Regions from separate parts of the Sus scrofa genome. Here all the other regions are linked to region 2. Evidence: chromatin contacts called from public HiChIP or PLAC-seq data. All regions are on one chromosome and are shown on one strand. Each heading gives the region's core, a stretch centred on a gene start, on an enhancer-like site or on the middle of the called end of the contact. The rest is flanking DNA. Distances are from core to core; before and after follow the strand shown. Region 1 has its middle 84 kb from the start of TRPM1. Region 2 holds the start of KLF13 (Kruppel like factor 13). Region 3 overlaps OTUD7A (OTU domain-containing protein 7A).

Region 1 (4,853 bases), core at 1,523-4,022, 94 kb before region 2:
CCAAGCCCTTTCCGTACCCACAACATGGTCAGAGGCAGCAAAGTTCTATAGGAGAAGCAGTACAGGTAGGCATATTTTCTTCTCTTACTTGAGAAAGGCTTTGTGGCAGGTCTAAGACATCAGTAATCCTGAGAACTTTAATGACATATAATCTTCACTTATGGGGTGTATTGTTTATCTAGTGTTTGGGGGAAGAAATACATGTTCTGCCATGTATGTGTGTAACATTACACAACAGGCAGGCTGGGAATACCTCCCTCAGCAAGCCCCCACCCCCACCCCCCCCCCGACTCTGTGCTTGCACCAAAACCTTGTTCTGTTTTCAAAGGTGTGTAGTAACCATTGCAAGGATAACCAGCACTGTATCACACTGTGTCTGGACAGCAATACCCCAGAAATTTTCAAGTCCAAATATTAATGTTGCCTCTTTCCCACACATACAAAATGAGCAAAGCTTCCATTAATCATCACATAGGAAGATTAAGTACTGCAATTATTTGTCTCTTGCCCCAGGATACGCTGGGCATCGTTTAATCAGACATTGCTACATGAAGTCACAGACTGCGCCCAGCTGTAAACAGACATTAAAGGAGGGTTACTTCATGAAAAAAAGCCCCTTCCAAGTCTTATTAACTTGTGTGGGTTCCCCTGAGAACTTCTGAACCTTAGCACTCAGCCAGAGTTTACGGGGAGGAAGGAAGATTCTCTGAGGTGATAACTGGGCCTGTGACCAAAAAGTCAGATAAAAACAAAATTAAGCTAAACTGAAACCTTTCTCATAACCAAAAGGGCCCCACCTGGCTTTTTCTGAGTGGTGTTTACAGAGAGGTTCACAGAGCTCCATGCTTGTATTTGATGGTTTGTCTGAAGTCCTGTAGCACCTGAGAGCCAGCTGGCAGAGCTAGAGCTCTGTGAGGTCATGTTCCCCCGCTGAGGGTAGGAAGTGGCAGGAACTGGCAGCCCTGCTCTAGTGGCAAATCAGGGGTTCAGAGCCAGCCATGTAGGTGTGTCACCCATGAAACACTCCTCCTAAGGAATTGGGTTAAGGAGGACCCAATTCCTTAAGGGTCATATTTGGAAGCGCTGCAGATTTGTTTCCTATTAAATTGCTGTTTATTTAACATGTATAAGTTTTCAAAACAAAGGGTTTGCAGGTGGGAGGGTGAGGAGTTTGGCAGTCCTGGGTCCAATGGGATTGAGGTTCTTTTCACTCTGAATCACTCTTGCTTGGTTGACCTGGGTGCCGATTGGCTGGGGGCCTGCCTGGAGTGGTCTGGGGGACCCTTCTGTTCCCCCTCCTCACAAGGAGGGCTATGAAAGGGACAGGATGGGCCCCTCACCTGCAGTCCTGCCTGACTTAAAGGCCAGATGCCCAGCAGAGCAGCCCTTGACAGTTTTCCCAGAGTTCCTTCTTCTCCAGACACTGAAACATATCGCTATTTAACCAATTTCCTCTCTTGACTCTCCTTTTTCCCCATGCCTTCTCCCTGCCTTCCCCTCTCTCACTGTGGGAGGCTTCTATGTGTCCAAGTGTCCTTCTAAGTGGACTTGGAAAGGGCTCCTGAGCTCATGTCAGTCCTTCTAATAGCCTAGAGGTGGGCTGGGAGGTACCAAATGTACCAAACCCAGAGCACAGAATGGACCCCTCAGGGCTGCAGATGAGGGGCCCATCCTGTGCTCTGGGTCTAGATTAATGAGGAATCTCCCCAGACTCGACTTTGGCTGGTGTGAATACATACAGGGCAGAAACGAATGGAGATGCTGTTAATGCAGGATTCTCACGGCAAAATCTTCTCAAACCTGGAGCCTATGGGATGACTGTGGCAACCCCTGAGCCCCTCCAGGCCTCCTGCTTCCCAGATGAGAAGCTCAGCTCCAGCGCCACGTTTGTAGAAGTGGGCCTCCCAGAGGCAGTAAACTGGCCAGTGCCAGGCAGGGTCACTGAAAGATGCAAACTGTGTTAGCAGAACCAGGGAAGGAACAAGCGTTCAGGTGAGAGGATTTGGAAAGCTTCTGGGCTGAGGCGAAACGTGGGCCAGGTGACCAAAGTGTAGGGCTTACTAGGACAAATCAGGCTCCAGGAGGAGCTCCAAATTGGGGAAAGCTCAGCGTGTGTTAGGTGATGGTAGTCCTGGTCCCATGGGCGAAGTTCACAGGGAGGATAAGACAAGGCAGCCTTGCAAGGATGCAGCCAGCACTCGACACACACACACACACACACACACACACTGCCTGTTTGCTGAGGGTGGGGGACTGCTCAGGAGAAACCCCCAGGGCTGATGCCTGGAAGGCCGGGTCACCTTTACTTCTCCGTGACCAGTCCTTGCCCTAGGACAGTGACCTGTGTCTGCAGGCGGACCTGGGGCAGCCTCACGAGGCTGCTGGGGTGGAGGGGAGCTGCTGGGGTGGAGGGGAGCAGCTGGGCAACCCTCTACAGGGCTACTGGCAGGAGGACCGACCGGAGTGGATAGTCGAGAGGGCCGTTCCCTCGCGGTCTTCCCCAGGGCCCCCGCACACCTGGGCAGAAGTGCTGGGGTCTGTGGGTGTGAGAGCGATGCTCGAAAAGGCGCGCTCCAGGGCTAGGCTCCAGGGTGCGAAGGCTCGAGGCTGACGCTAGGGGGCAAGGAGAGGTGGCAGGGACAACATCCGCGAGTGGGGACCCTCGGACCGCGGGAGTCTGGAGAAGTGCGGGCGCCGCGGACCTGTCACAGTAGAGACTGTACAGCGCGGAGGGAGGCGGGCTACGCCGAGCTTCCAGCTCCGCTGGCCCAGCTCGGGGCTCCGGGGAAAGGAGCAGCGGCGGCTCCGCCTCCTCGGCATTGGGCGCGGCCTCCTCCTGCTCCCGCCCAGCAGAGACCACGAGTCCCAGGGCTCCCCTCCAAGGACATCAGCAGCCGCCACGGCCCCGTGCTGACCCACTTTCCCTCCCGCCCGCCGAGCCCCAGGCAGAGAATAAACGGGGCAGCCGAGCAGGTGCGAGCCGCTGGGAGGGGCCGAAGCCCGGACTGCCCCGCCCCGCCTCTGCCGCGGGGAGAGGAGCGGGTGCGGAAGGGGAAGCAGGAGCCGGGGGAGGGGGGAAGGGGGAGGAGGAAAGGGGAAGGAGAGAGGAGGTTAAAAGAGACGCGGCAGGTTGGAGGGGGTTGAAAAAGCAGGGCAGAAGGATTGAGAGGGACTGGAGAGGGGAGGGGCAGGAGGAGGGGTGGGGGCGGGCTGGAGACTGTAGAAGGAGCAAGGGGGGCCGGAGGGGAGGAGGAGAGGAGGACTAAGAAAGGAAGTGAAAGGGAGAGAAGGGGAAGAGGATTGAGAGGGGAGAGAAGGAGAAAGGGGGATGGAGGAGGGAGGGGGAGGGGCAGGGGAGGAGGCGGGGTGAGCGGGAGGAAGATGGAGGCAGGAGACCTCACCCTTGTCTCTCTTCTGGGTCCTAGGCCAGCCCTGGAGGAGATGTTGAAATGCGTGAAGGGTGAAGCCCTTCTAGACCTAAGGGGTCCAGGGCTCAGGCTGCCACCACTGCATCTTGTACTTGACCCCCATCCCCTGCCTTCTGTCAGCCAGCCATCTGGCAGGCCAAACTCCACACTTGACCTCCCCCCGCCACACCTTAGGAGGAAGCAAAACCTTTCAGGAAAAAGGAAACCCCCAGACAAGGGGAAGAGGCAGCACAGGCCCTGGGAATGGGCATAGGGACATTTGGGCTGAGAATCCCAGGGTCCTGAGCATCAGAGCTGAGTCTAAAAAAGGGTATGCAGTGATACTGCTGGAGGCATTGGCCTCACCCTGGCCTTATCCAGTTGTGGCATCAGTGTCCCCTGCTGGTGGTTGTGGCTGAGCAAGCCTGCTTCTTCCACCATTGGTCTGCAGAAGCCTCTTGACTCCACTCATTTTCCTGGCTTTTCCCCTCATATCCTGAAGATCATCAGGGCACCCTCAAAAATAGAATCCTTTCTTATTGAAAGTAGTTGTTGCTGAGAGTTCCCCTGTGGCTTAATGGGTTAAGGACCTGATGTTTCTGTGAGGATTCAGGTTAGACCCCTGGCCTCACTCAGTGACTAAGGATCTGGCATTGCCCACAAGCTGTGACATAGTTACAGATGCAGCCAGATCCAGTGTTGCCATGGCTGCGACCTAGGCCTGCAGTTGCAGCTGTTCCACCCCCTGATTTGACCCTAGCCTGGGAACTTACATATACCACAGGTGGCCATAAAAAGAAAAAAAGAAAAAAGAAAGAAAACAGTTGTTGCTGTAGATTAAGAATTGTCCTAACTTCTACATACAGCTGGTTATTGGCAAACTTAAAAATGTCTGCCAATATGATGGGAAAAAGAAAATAAGAAAAGAAAAAGCATTTTGTGGATTTCAATTAGATCTTCTTCAAATAAAATGCATTCTCCCTTTCCTCTAGGATAACAGATCTGCCACTGGACAGAGGCTGCTGAGCTGATGCTTCCCAGACAGCCTTGCTGTTGAGTGTGTTTTCATGATAGTAGTTACGAAGTTTTCATGAAGTAGTTGGTGAGTAGTTCTCACCAATGGAGGAAAGGAGACTTGAGGTGGAAGCCACTTTAGTGCCTGGGCCCCTCTCCATGCTGCCTAGAGTCTGGCTGTGGCAGCAGCCCTTCTGGGAGGGAGCAGTGCCCTCATGGTCAGTGAGCAACAGGAGGGAAGGAGTCTGGGGCCCTGAGTAGCCATCAGGAGCCCAGCTGCTCCTCCTCTCAGAATGGTAATCTAGAAAGAAACTGCAGTGTGTAGTTTTATGTGTTTACTTTGCTGGGCAGCAGTGCCCAGCTATCTGGTTAGGCATGATTCTAGATGTTTCTGTGAAGATATTTTTTTAGATGAGCTTAACAATTAAGTTA
Region 2 (4,798 bases), core at 2,000-4,499:
GGGAATCTGTTAAGAAGACCTTCAGCCAATTATTATCTTAGCCCCCATTCACAGCCACATCCAGAAGGTGAACCTTCTGGGAACTTCAGAGTTTGTTTTTGGTTTTCCTTCCTGGCTACCATTTCCAGATTTCATTTTCTCAGGCCTGTTAAAAATTTTAACTTCAAAAATCATGTTGCAGTTACTTCTTCCCTTGCTTGCTCCATTCTTGCTAATTTGTGCCCTACGACAAGCCAATTTTCTGCTGTTTCAGGAGGCTCCAGAAGTTAGAGTCAACACAAACCATCAACCCAACCACCTTCAGTGGAAACTTAAGCCCCCATTTCAGTGCAGCCTTTTCACGCCCTTCCCCCTCCCCCATACATCTCCATCCACTTGCTCTGGGCAGATCTCCCCCACCCTGCTTTTGTTTATTCTGTTTTTTCCATCTGACACTTGATCTCACCCACCCTCATACATAAAGAAGCCACCTCTGTCAAAATCCTATCTAGCAAGGAAAACATGGGCCTGAAGTTATGGTGAGAGTTCCCTCTGGGAAAGAGAAACGTATGTATCCGGAAAATACTCCCATGTGGGATTGGGGTAAATGCTGCTAGGCCTGAGGCTTCCTTTGAAGATCCTTGAGAAACAAGCTAAGGGGCTGAGTTTTGCCTCCAGAATGCCAGGCGGTGGGAGGGTTGGGGGGGGAGGGGTGCACAGTCAAAACCCTCAGTGAGTCTGGTTTCTGGCCGTGGATGGGTGTGTGTGGGGGTGTCAGTGCAGAGGACCTTTGACCCAGGCCTGCCTCCCCTTGCATAGGGCAGGTGTCTAGTCCATGGCCATAGCCCAGTGCCTAGAATTGTGCCTACTCATAGGAGGCCTTCCAATGTGTGTACTGACTGGGGAGTCTCAGAAGAGAAATGGAGAGGTGGTACCTAATTAGACTGGGCAGAATCCTAGCCAGAGGGGGAAGGGGAGGGGATGCGCTGCTGGTAAGTCAGTGTAGGGCCATTCCCATACTTACAGAGATGAATTGTGACATGTGGTGGGACTGGAGGAACATTCTGAATCATTACTTGGTCAGAACACACGTCTCTTAAATGTCATCAACACAATCTGTCTGGGATAAGAGTGATTACCTCCTGCCAAGAGGAGACCCTCTTAAGAGGAACCTGACCCTGTTGGCATAGTACCGAACCCACCACAGCAGAACCCACCGCACCATAGAGTACTGTGTAGTCTTCCCAGTGAGCGTATTGTATAGTTCCCGGTGAGAGGGAACTTCCGAGTTTTTGTTACAGATACCCAGGGCACTCAAACGACCACACCAGTTTACAGGTCACAGTAACATGGAACCCAAAATGCTCGTCTCAGTTGCTCCTTGGTGACCTGGAAGGAGTAGATTTTTCTACCCAAGCCCAAAATTAATTCGGTGAAAAATGGCTGCTCTTAATTTTGTGCGATTGACTCTCTTCCACCCATCCCTCTTCTCCAGTCCACAGGGGCCTAATGTCTGGGCTGTTCTCCCTCTACAAGCTCCCTGCTTGGGCAGCTGATTCCTCTGAACGTCCATTAAGAAATGAACTAGGAACTGTGGACTCCAGCCTGTCTCCTGGGGTCAGGGGCTTGCACTCCTTTCCGGCCTCTTTGATGTTGGTCTAGGCCAGGAGAAGAGGGGGGGGGGGAGGTGCCACGCGACAGGATGAAGGCGCAGGTGAGGGCCAAGGGCAAAGCTGGCGGGGCGGGGCAGCAGAGCACTTCCTCCCCCGGAGGCCCCGACCTTAGGTGGGTGGGGCGCGGTGGGCGGGGCCCTCGCAGCCGGTGGCGTTTGAAGCCTGCGCGACAGCCGCGGGAGAAGGGCAGCCTGCAGAAGCTGGCAGCAGGCCTGCGGAGGGAGGGGCCCCACGTTCCTTGAGCAGCGCGGCCGGCGCCCAGGCACGTAATTCTTGCGAACACAGGACGCAGTGGGCACATCACTCGCGCTGCCAGGCTAGCCACCAGCCTGGGCCAGTCCAAGCTCCAGCTGACCTGGGCTCAAGGGCAGCGCGGCTTGCGCTGATCCCCCGCCGCCCTCCTGCGGTTCCTCCTGCGGGAGCGACCTCGCCCCACACGAGACCACCGCTCTCGGGCTGGCCGCGCCGAGGGTTCAGGGCTCAGCTGGGCAGGAACCAAGGGCGGAGAGCGGCCTGAGTCTCGGGGCGCGGCCACCCATCAACCTGGTTTCAGCGGTGTGCGCCGTGGTTGTCCAGGCCCGACTCGGGGCCAGTAGACCCGCCGGGCTTAGCGGACACGCCTCCTTGCCGGGCAAACCTCGCTCTGGAGAAGAAAGGGAGAAGCGAGGCGAGCCCTGCGAGGCGCGCCCGACACAAGCGGGGCTGGAGGGACAAAGGGGTGCTCTCCCGAGCTCTCGCCACCGCGCCGAGGTTCAAGGCAGTCAAGGTACAAAAGCTCCGGCAGGAAAATACCCTGCGGGGTCCCCGCCACGGAGAGGAGGGGGAACGGCCCCGCCCAGGCCCGCCTCGGACGTCGTGCGTCAGCGTGCCCGGCTCCGGGCTCCAATTTCCGCTCCTCCTCCCGCCGGCTGAGGGGACACGCCCATCGGCACGCGCAGGCCCCAAGGCCGGGTGGGAGCCTCTGGCTGTACGGATTGGCCCGGCTGAGTACTCATGGACCAATGGCGCCGGCCCTGGTCCTTAGCCACGCCCCCTCACCAGGCGCGGGCACGCGACCGCTATCCCGCCGGTGCGCGCTCCGGGATCCCCGCCCCCTCCGCGTGCGCAGCTCCCTGCGGCCGCCGCCGCCGCCTGTAACCTGCGCCGCCAGGATGTGGCTGGGGGCTGACGTCGGGTCCAGATGTGGCCCCGGCCCCGCCCACCCCCGGGGCCGGGCCGCCCACACCGAGCCGCGGCGCGCACGGCGGCTGTCCCGCCTGCCACAATGCGCGGCGAGGCTGCGGCCACGGCTCGGGGAGGTCGTCCCTAACGTCGCCGCTCGGCATCCATAGGACAGGCCGCCACTGACGCCGCGCGGGGACCCTACTCGTCCGCGCCCCCCATGCGCTCACTCTGAGGTGCCCAGCCGGGCGGGCGCTTAGCAGACGCGGAGCAGCGCGGGTGACGGCAGAGGCGGCTGCGCGCCCAGCCCAGCCGGCGGAGAGGGCGCGCCGCGCCCCCGCCCCCCGCCCGCTCTCCGGAGGCCGTGGGTGCGGATGCGCTGCTGACGACTCGCAGCGACTAGCAGTCTCCCGCCTGCCGGCTGGAGCCCGCACCATGGCAGCCGCCGCCTATGTGGACCACTTCGCCGCCGAGTGCCTCGTGTCCATGTCGAGCCGCGCGGTCGTACACGGGCCGCGAGAGGGGCCGGAGCCGGGACCCGAGGGCGCGGCCGCTGTCGCCGCCACGCTGCCCCACGTCGAGGAGCGCCGCGACGGCAAGGACAGCGCCTCGCTCTTCGTAGTGGCGCGGATCCTGGCGGACCTTAACCAGCAAGCACCGGCACCCGTCTCGGCGGAGCGCAGAGAAGGCGCCGCCGCCAGGAAGGCGAGGACCCCCTGCCGCCTGCCGCCCGCGCCGCCACCCGCCCCCGAGCCCGCCTCCCCCGGTGCTGGAGGCGCGGCGGCCGCGCCTCTTAGCCCGGCGTGGAGCGAGCCCGAGCCCGAGCCTGAGGCGGGTCTGGAGCCCGAGCGAGAGCCGGGGCCCGCGGGGAGCGGCGAGCCCAGCCTCAGACAAAGGGGCCGGCGGGGCCGAAGTCGCGCCGACCTCGAGTCCCCCCAGAGAAAGCACAAGTGCCACTATGCGGGCTGTGAGAAAGTTTACGGGAAATCCTCGCACCTCAAGGCGCACCTGAGAACTCACACAGGTCAGTGGGGCGGCCCGGGCACTCGCGCAGACCTGGGCTAGTGCGGGTCGCCCAGACACGCCCCCGGAGCCTCCGGCTTGGGCGCGGGAGGTGGTCAGGGCCTCGCCCCTTCCCCCGCCGCTCCGGGTTGCGGTCGACCCTGAGAGCCGCGCGAGGCGGGTCCTGGCGCTGGCTGCCGGCGCCCGCCCGGCGACCGCGCCCCCGCCGGGCACGCCCCCTCCCCGGGTGCGCTCGGGCGGGGCTGCGGGGGCGAATGTCGTCATCCGGGCCGGGGTGCGCGCGGGCAGGTGCGGGCGAGCTGCGTGGGGGCAGTGGGGGCCGCGGGTGCCGCCCGGGGAGGTGGGCGGCCGCGGCGCCCGGGAGCCGGGGGGGAGGGGTGTCCTCGCCTGGCCCCTCCCTCGTCGGCTGGGCGCGCTCTCGGGAGCGGCGGGGAGGGGCCGGCTCGGGAGCGCGGTGGGCGAAGTTCACGCGGGGACAGGGCTCCCTCCAGCAGCTCGGCACATTCTTCGCTCTTCCTGTAATTTTTCCAGCGCTCTAAGGTTTAATTTGTCGAAACCAGAGCTGGTGGCGACCGACGCGGGGGGCGGTCCCGGGTTCTTGCCCGCGGCTCTTTGTGGGAACCCCGCCCATCCGGCGGCGGAGGCGCGCTGGACTCGAGGGGCTCCCGGCTGGTCGGCGCTTTCTCCTAAAAGGACCGCTCTGCCTCCAGCCTGTCGTTCTGCGCCGCCCTCCTCCCAGACCCGCTCTCACCTGCCAGGGCCGGATGCGGGCAGGCAGCACCTGCACGGGGGCGGGCGGCCGTCCGGAATCGGCGGCCTGGGTGCCGCGGACCGCCGCCCGACCCCGACCCCCACCCCCAGGCAGCATTTCCCTTAGTGCGGGCCCGGGACGTTGTCGTTAATTCCTCTGAGGTTATTTTTTTTTTTAAAACACAAAAGTAGAAACAACCTTCTAATTAATT
Region 3 (4,541 bases), core at 624-3,123, 120 kb after region 2:
GGGCTCGGGCGCTCCTTGAGCTTGAGCACCAACTGCGTGGGCGGCCCGGCCGGCGGGCCGGGTGATGCGCGCTCGGGGCCCGGCGTGCCTTCCGCCTCCGGCCTGCGCGGCGGTCGCTTGGCCGCGGAGGCGGCTGCGGCGGCGGCGTCGCGGCGCCGCTGCTCCTGCTCGGCGCTGAAGCGCTCCTGCGCGCTGGTCAGGTAGTAGCCGATCATCTCTTCGTGGAACTGGTGCCGGTGGCTGGTGAGCAGCAGGCCGGCGAAGATGAACTTGCGCTCGCCCTGCATGGCGGCGCGTAGGATGTTGAGGCTCAGCTTCACGTCCGTGCTGTACTTCCAGGCGTCACCGCGGGGTCCACTTCCCTTGTCAGCCGGCGACGCTCCGGCCGCCCTGTCCGTGGGCGACGGCGTGGTCTTCTCCGAGGGAGACGTGCTAGCCGAGGCGCCGGACTCCTCCTTGCTGCCCTTGCGCGACTTGGCCTTCTTCTCCTTGCCGCGCTCAGGCGCGTCTCCGTGCTTGCCATTGGCGGAGTTGGCGCGGCTCATCTTGCCGTGCACCAGGCCGCCCAGGCCGCCCATGTTTTTCTTCAGCTTGATACCCAGCGTCTTGCTGAAGCTGCCTAGCTTATTGGCCACAGAATCCGCTCGTGTCTTGTCCTTGTCCTTGCGCTGTTTCTCCTTCTCCTTGTCCTTGCCGTTCTTGCCGTTGTTGCTGTTGGAGTTGCTGCACACCGAGTCGCGGTCTGAATCGAGTGAATCGGCCAAGGACTGCACGTCCTCCCCCGCCGAGGCGGTCGGGGACTCCGGCTGTGCTAGAGGGGCCTGTGGAGGGGGCGGGCAGGTAAGGGATGAGGTTAGAAATCAGCAGTCCCCAAGCGGACTGATGGAGGCAGATCCCTCCCTCCCCGCTGTGTTGCCTCCAGCCCCACTGTCCCTGTCCCAACCGAGTCTCCTGATTCTAGATCTCGAGTTGCTGCCTTCACAGCCCTCATAAGGGCTAAACAAGGACGTCCAGAGTAATTGACAGGCAGGTCAATGTGGAGATGAGGCAGGACTCCGAAGCCAGACTGCCACCAGCTGTCACTTGTGCCATTAGTAAGAGGGGTATCGGTACCTGCCTCAGGGAGCCCAGTGAAGATTAAATACAGGTAAAGGCTGAAGTATGAAAGCACTCTGAGTGGTGCCGGCTTGTCCTGGGTACTGATTGTGCCGGGCACTGCCCTATTTGCTCTTCTCCTGTCACTTATAAAATATTAATTATAAGCTCCACTTTATGGCTACATAAACTAATGTCTAGGGAGAATAAATTCACTTATAAGCTTTTCTTTTAAACATCTCTTTTGGGGAGACCATCACTGAGACCACAAAAATATCAGATACTTAAAGCGAATCCGTCTTAGTATCTGGAGGCGAGGACAGCATGGGTTCTCCCTGGGGGAGGGGGCCAAGTGGGGCAGGCAGCCCCCCTTGTCACCGCCTTTTCGGAGGGGAGGGAAAGTGAGGGGAAGGGGGGGGTGCCAAGGAATCGCGCCCTCGGTTCTCTGCCTTTTCCGAGGACCCACACACTTTTATAATTAATTCCGCTCCGTGGCAGCACATCGTGTTCCGAGCTGGGCAGAGTTTTGTGTTGCGACTTGCCTACGGTTTGTTTTCTGAGTGGGCGTGTTTATTCCGCTCCTTCTGTCGAAGATAAGGGGACCTCAAAAAAATAAAACACACACACAGACACACAACCTAGCCTGAGCGCTGCTATGGCCAGACACGCAGGCGCACGCGCAGACAGGCGCGCGTTCCAGTCGGAACCTGGGCGGTCAGCGTTGGGGAGGATGCACCCCCGCCTTCCTGCCGGAGCAGAATGAGCAGCCGCCGCCCCGCCTGCCGCTTCTTCCCGTCGCACGCCTAGCTTACCCGGGTCTCCGAGGGGATCCGGATCCACGTCACATTCATGTAGCTATGCAGAAGGTTTAGCTTGGCTTCCAGCGACAGGATCAGGCTAGAGAGAGGAACACCAAATGAGACGCGTCCCGGCTCGCCCCGCCCGCCGACCGTCTCCAGAGGAGCCGGGGCGCTGCGCCCAGCCCCTCCCCGGGGAGCCCAGCGACAGCCCGCTCCGTAGGGCGTGGGGGAGGGGGACACAGGGGTAGGGTCTTACTGTGCCAGCCTGGCGTTATCGTTGTCGTCTTTCCCCCATTCCCAGTCCTTGCCGGGGTCCACAGCAAAGTGCAGAGGCAGCAGCTTGTGCTCCGAATCCGTCAGGGGGATTACGGCTGAACGCAAAAGAGGGAGGCCAGTGCCAGGTGGTCCACCGGCCAGGACGGAGGTCAGTGCTCCCGCAGCCCCGAGAAAGGGCAGGAAATGGGCCCCAAGACCAGGAGGCTCCGTGATTAAGGAAACGGAATGGAGGTGTACAGGGGACATCTGGGCCAGCGGGAGCTTTAGGGCCACATATTTTATTTTTATTCTTTTGTCTTTTTAGGGCCGCAGCATATGGAGGTTCCCAGGCTAGGGCTCAAAACGGAGCTGCAGCTCGCTGGCCTACACCAGAGCTCACCTTAATGCCAGATCCTTAACCCAGGGAACAAGGCCAAGGATAGAACCCACGTCCTCACAGATACTAGTCGGGTTCATTAACCACTGAGCCAGGAACTCCAAGGTGGTAATATTTTAAAACTGCTACTAATAGTTTTTAAAATGTCCTACTTTTTGTGGATTCTGAAAAGCAGTTGGACACACTACCTGTCCTCAACTTGGGTCTGTCAGACCGGAAATACCCACCTCTGGCGGCAGACAAAGAAACGGTATTATTGCTTCTGCTGCTTCTAGTTCACCTGGGGTGGGGGTGCGGCTTTAGGGCGAGGCCCTCCCATCTCCTCCCAGAGAGTGAGGGCTGCCTACCCCCCTGCTCATTTGTGAGTTCATTCAGCAAGTCTGTGACAGTGTGGGACCCCCACATCCCATACCCCTTTGTCATAGGGAGCTCACCTCCTGTATTGGGGGTGGGAGGCGGGGACAGAGTACACAGGTGACATACACTTCCTGCTGTCAGGTGGTGATAAGGTAAACAGCAGGCTGAGGAAGCTCAGGCAAAGAGGCCAGCCAATGAGCCTTCTGAGGAGGGAAGAGATAGAGAAGGCAAGGATGGGCCCCTCGCTGCACCAAGGGACAGAGTCATCAAAACCACTCCTGACTGCAACCCACCCCTGCCCCTGGGGATCCTGGCCACCTCTGAAAGGCTGGGGCAGAGGTTGGTGTTTACAGGTTTGTCTAGGATCCACTGGGGGCTTCTGGAGTTGCAGTGGGCCAGCTGAGATCAGTTCCCTAGTGATGGGGTTGACTCGCAGTTGGGAGGTAGGGAGAAATATGGCAGCCCCATTTCCGCCCTCTGAGCAGCAGTCTTTTCGTGGGGGCTGTAGGCCCCTCCTGAGGTTCAAGTCCCAGCTGAGCAGCATAGCCCAGGGCTTGGTTGGGTCAGCTGCTTTGTTTGCTGGAGCTGCCTTGTTTCCTGTTTCCAGTGGCTGGTGGAGAGAGAAGTGGGTGCTGTCCTGAGCGCTGCCCTGAGTGGCCCGCCCTCCCAAATGCTGGTGATGGTAGAAGTGGGTGCAGGGCAGGGACCCAGTGCACCTCCAGGTGTGACAAGCAGACACTGTTGGGACCTCCACCGGGGGCTCTTGCCTCTGCTGTTGTCCCACCAGCTTGAGAAGAAGGTGGGGCTGGGCCACTTTATAGATTGGGAAATGGGCTAGGAGCTGACAGTGGGGCAGGGGCCTCCCTCTTTCAGGCTCATCCTTGCCCGTCTCCAGCCCTGGAGCGCCTCTCTCCTGCTCCTGTGCTGGTGGCCAGAAGTTGCCTAGCCCTGAAGGAGTAAACAGGGTTTCCCACAGGCTGATTTCCTTGGTGCCCAGAGCCCTACCATTGGGGACAGAGAGCCCCCAGTCACCACTCTAGGATGCAGGGGGCCTTGCTCCCACCCAAGTTTTCCCGGACCTCCTCCTCCTTACTCCTCTACCCTCGCCATCCCCAGGTGCTAGCCATGGTGTCATTCCCCCATGATTCATGGCATGTATGCCATGACAAAAACAGAAAGACAAATCAATAAAGAATACACACATACAATTTAAGACTGAATAACATCAATAGTTGATTTTCTGATAAGAAAACTGGAAACACTGACTCAATGCCGCCCTCCAGTGTTGCTAAAGAGATACAAATAATCCCCTCCCCGCCCCGCCCCCCCACCCCATATAAGGGAAAGGTAGCTTTGCTCTGGATTTTCCTTTTAATCTGGATGGGGACTGGGCAGCACTGTGCTCTGGCTTGGGAGGTCAGGGGCGGCTTACATGGCATGGCCATGACACAGGCCGCCCTTCCCAGGGCTGAACTATAGGGCTGGCTCAGGACCAGCCTCCCTTGGGCAATACCCAGGAGCCAGTCCTATAGTTCCACTAGTCACCACAAGAACAGAGAGGGCTGGCCTGGCCTCCCGCCGAGGTTAGGGGCAGGGGGTAGAGGCGCCCTCTGCAGACACTTGCTAGGGCAGCATGG

What was found. HiChIP or PLAC-seq counts read pairs in DNA pulled down with a chosen protein or histone mark.
Region 1: a contact with region 2 is called in an H3K27ac HiChIP or PLAC-seq map of alveolar macrophages. The contact joins the enhancer-like site here to the promoter of KLF13 in region 2. A contact is called at or near these places in 1 of 5 promoter capture datasets (liver), 9 of 47 Hi-C or Micro-C datasets (alveolar macrophages, blood, embryonic fibroblasts and 5 more) and 2 of 2 datasets of contacts at active chromatin or transcription factors (alveolar macrophages and skeletal muscle).
Region 3: an H3K27ac HiChIP or PLAC-seq map of skeletal muscle shows a contact between it and region 2. The contact joins the enhancer-like site here to the promoter of KLF13 in region 2. A contact is called at or near these places in 17 of 47 Hi-C or Micro-C datasets (brain, differentiating spermatogonia, embryonic fibroblasts and 9 more) and 1 of 2 datasets of contacts at active chromatin or transcription factors (skeletal muscle).

Annotation. Positions count from the first base shown.
Region 1 is chr1:143,632,255-143,637,107 of Sscrofa11.1, reverse strand. No RefSeq gene overlaps it. Among named protein-coding and RNA genes, the nearest start is that of TRPM1, 84 kb to the left of the region's middle. Within about 2 kb of position 2,772, at least 72 of the 83 cell types and tissues checked have an H3K27ac peak or open chromatin away from gene starts, as enhancers often do. A contact at or near this core is called in alveolar macrophages, embryonic fibroblasts, epiblast stem cells and 4 more, where this site is marked.
Region 2 is chr1:143,538,684-143,543,481 of Sscrofa11.1, reverse strand. It overlaps KLF13 (Kruppel like factor 13), which reads left to right and starts at 3,249. Exons shown (of 2, transcript NM_001011505.1): 1 at 3,249-3,837. The coding sequence starts at 3,249.
Region 3 is chr1:143,413,068-143,417,608 of Sscrofa11.1, reverse strand. OTUD7A (OTU domain-containing protein 7A) reads right to left here. Exons shown (of 15, transcript XM_021098720.1): 13 at 2,152-2,266; 14 at 1,908-1,992; 15 at 1-821. Among named protein-coding and RNA genes, the nearest start is that of KLF13, 120 kb to the left of the region's middle. Within about 2 kb of position 1,873, at least 41 of the 83 cell types and tissues checked have an H3K27ac peak or open chromatin away from gene starts, as enhancers often do. A contact at or near this core is called in brain, differentiating spermatogonia, liver and 5 more, where this site is marked.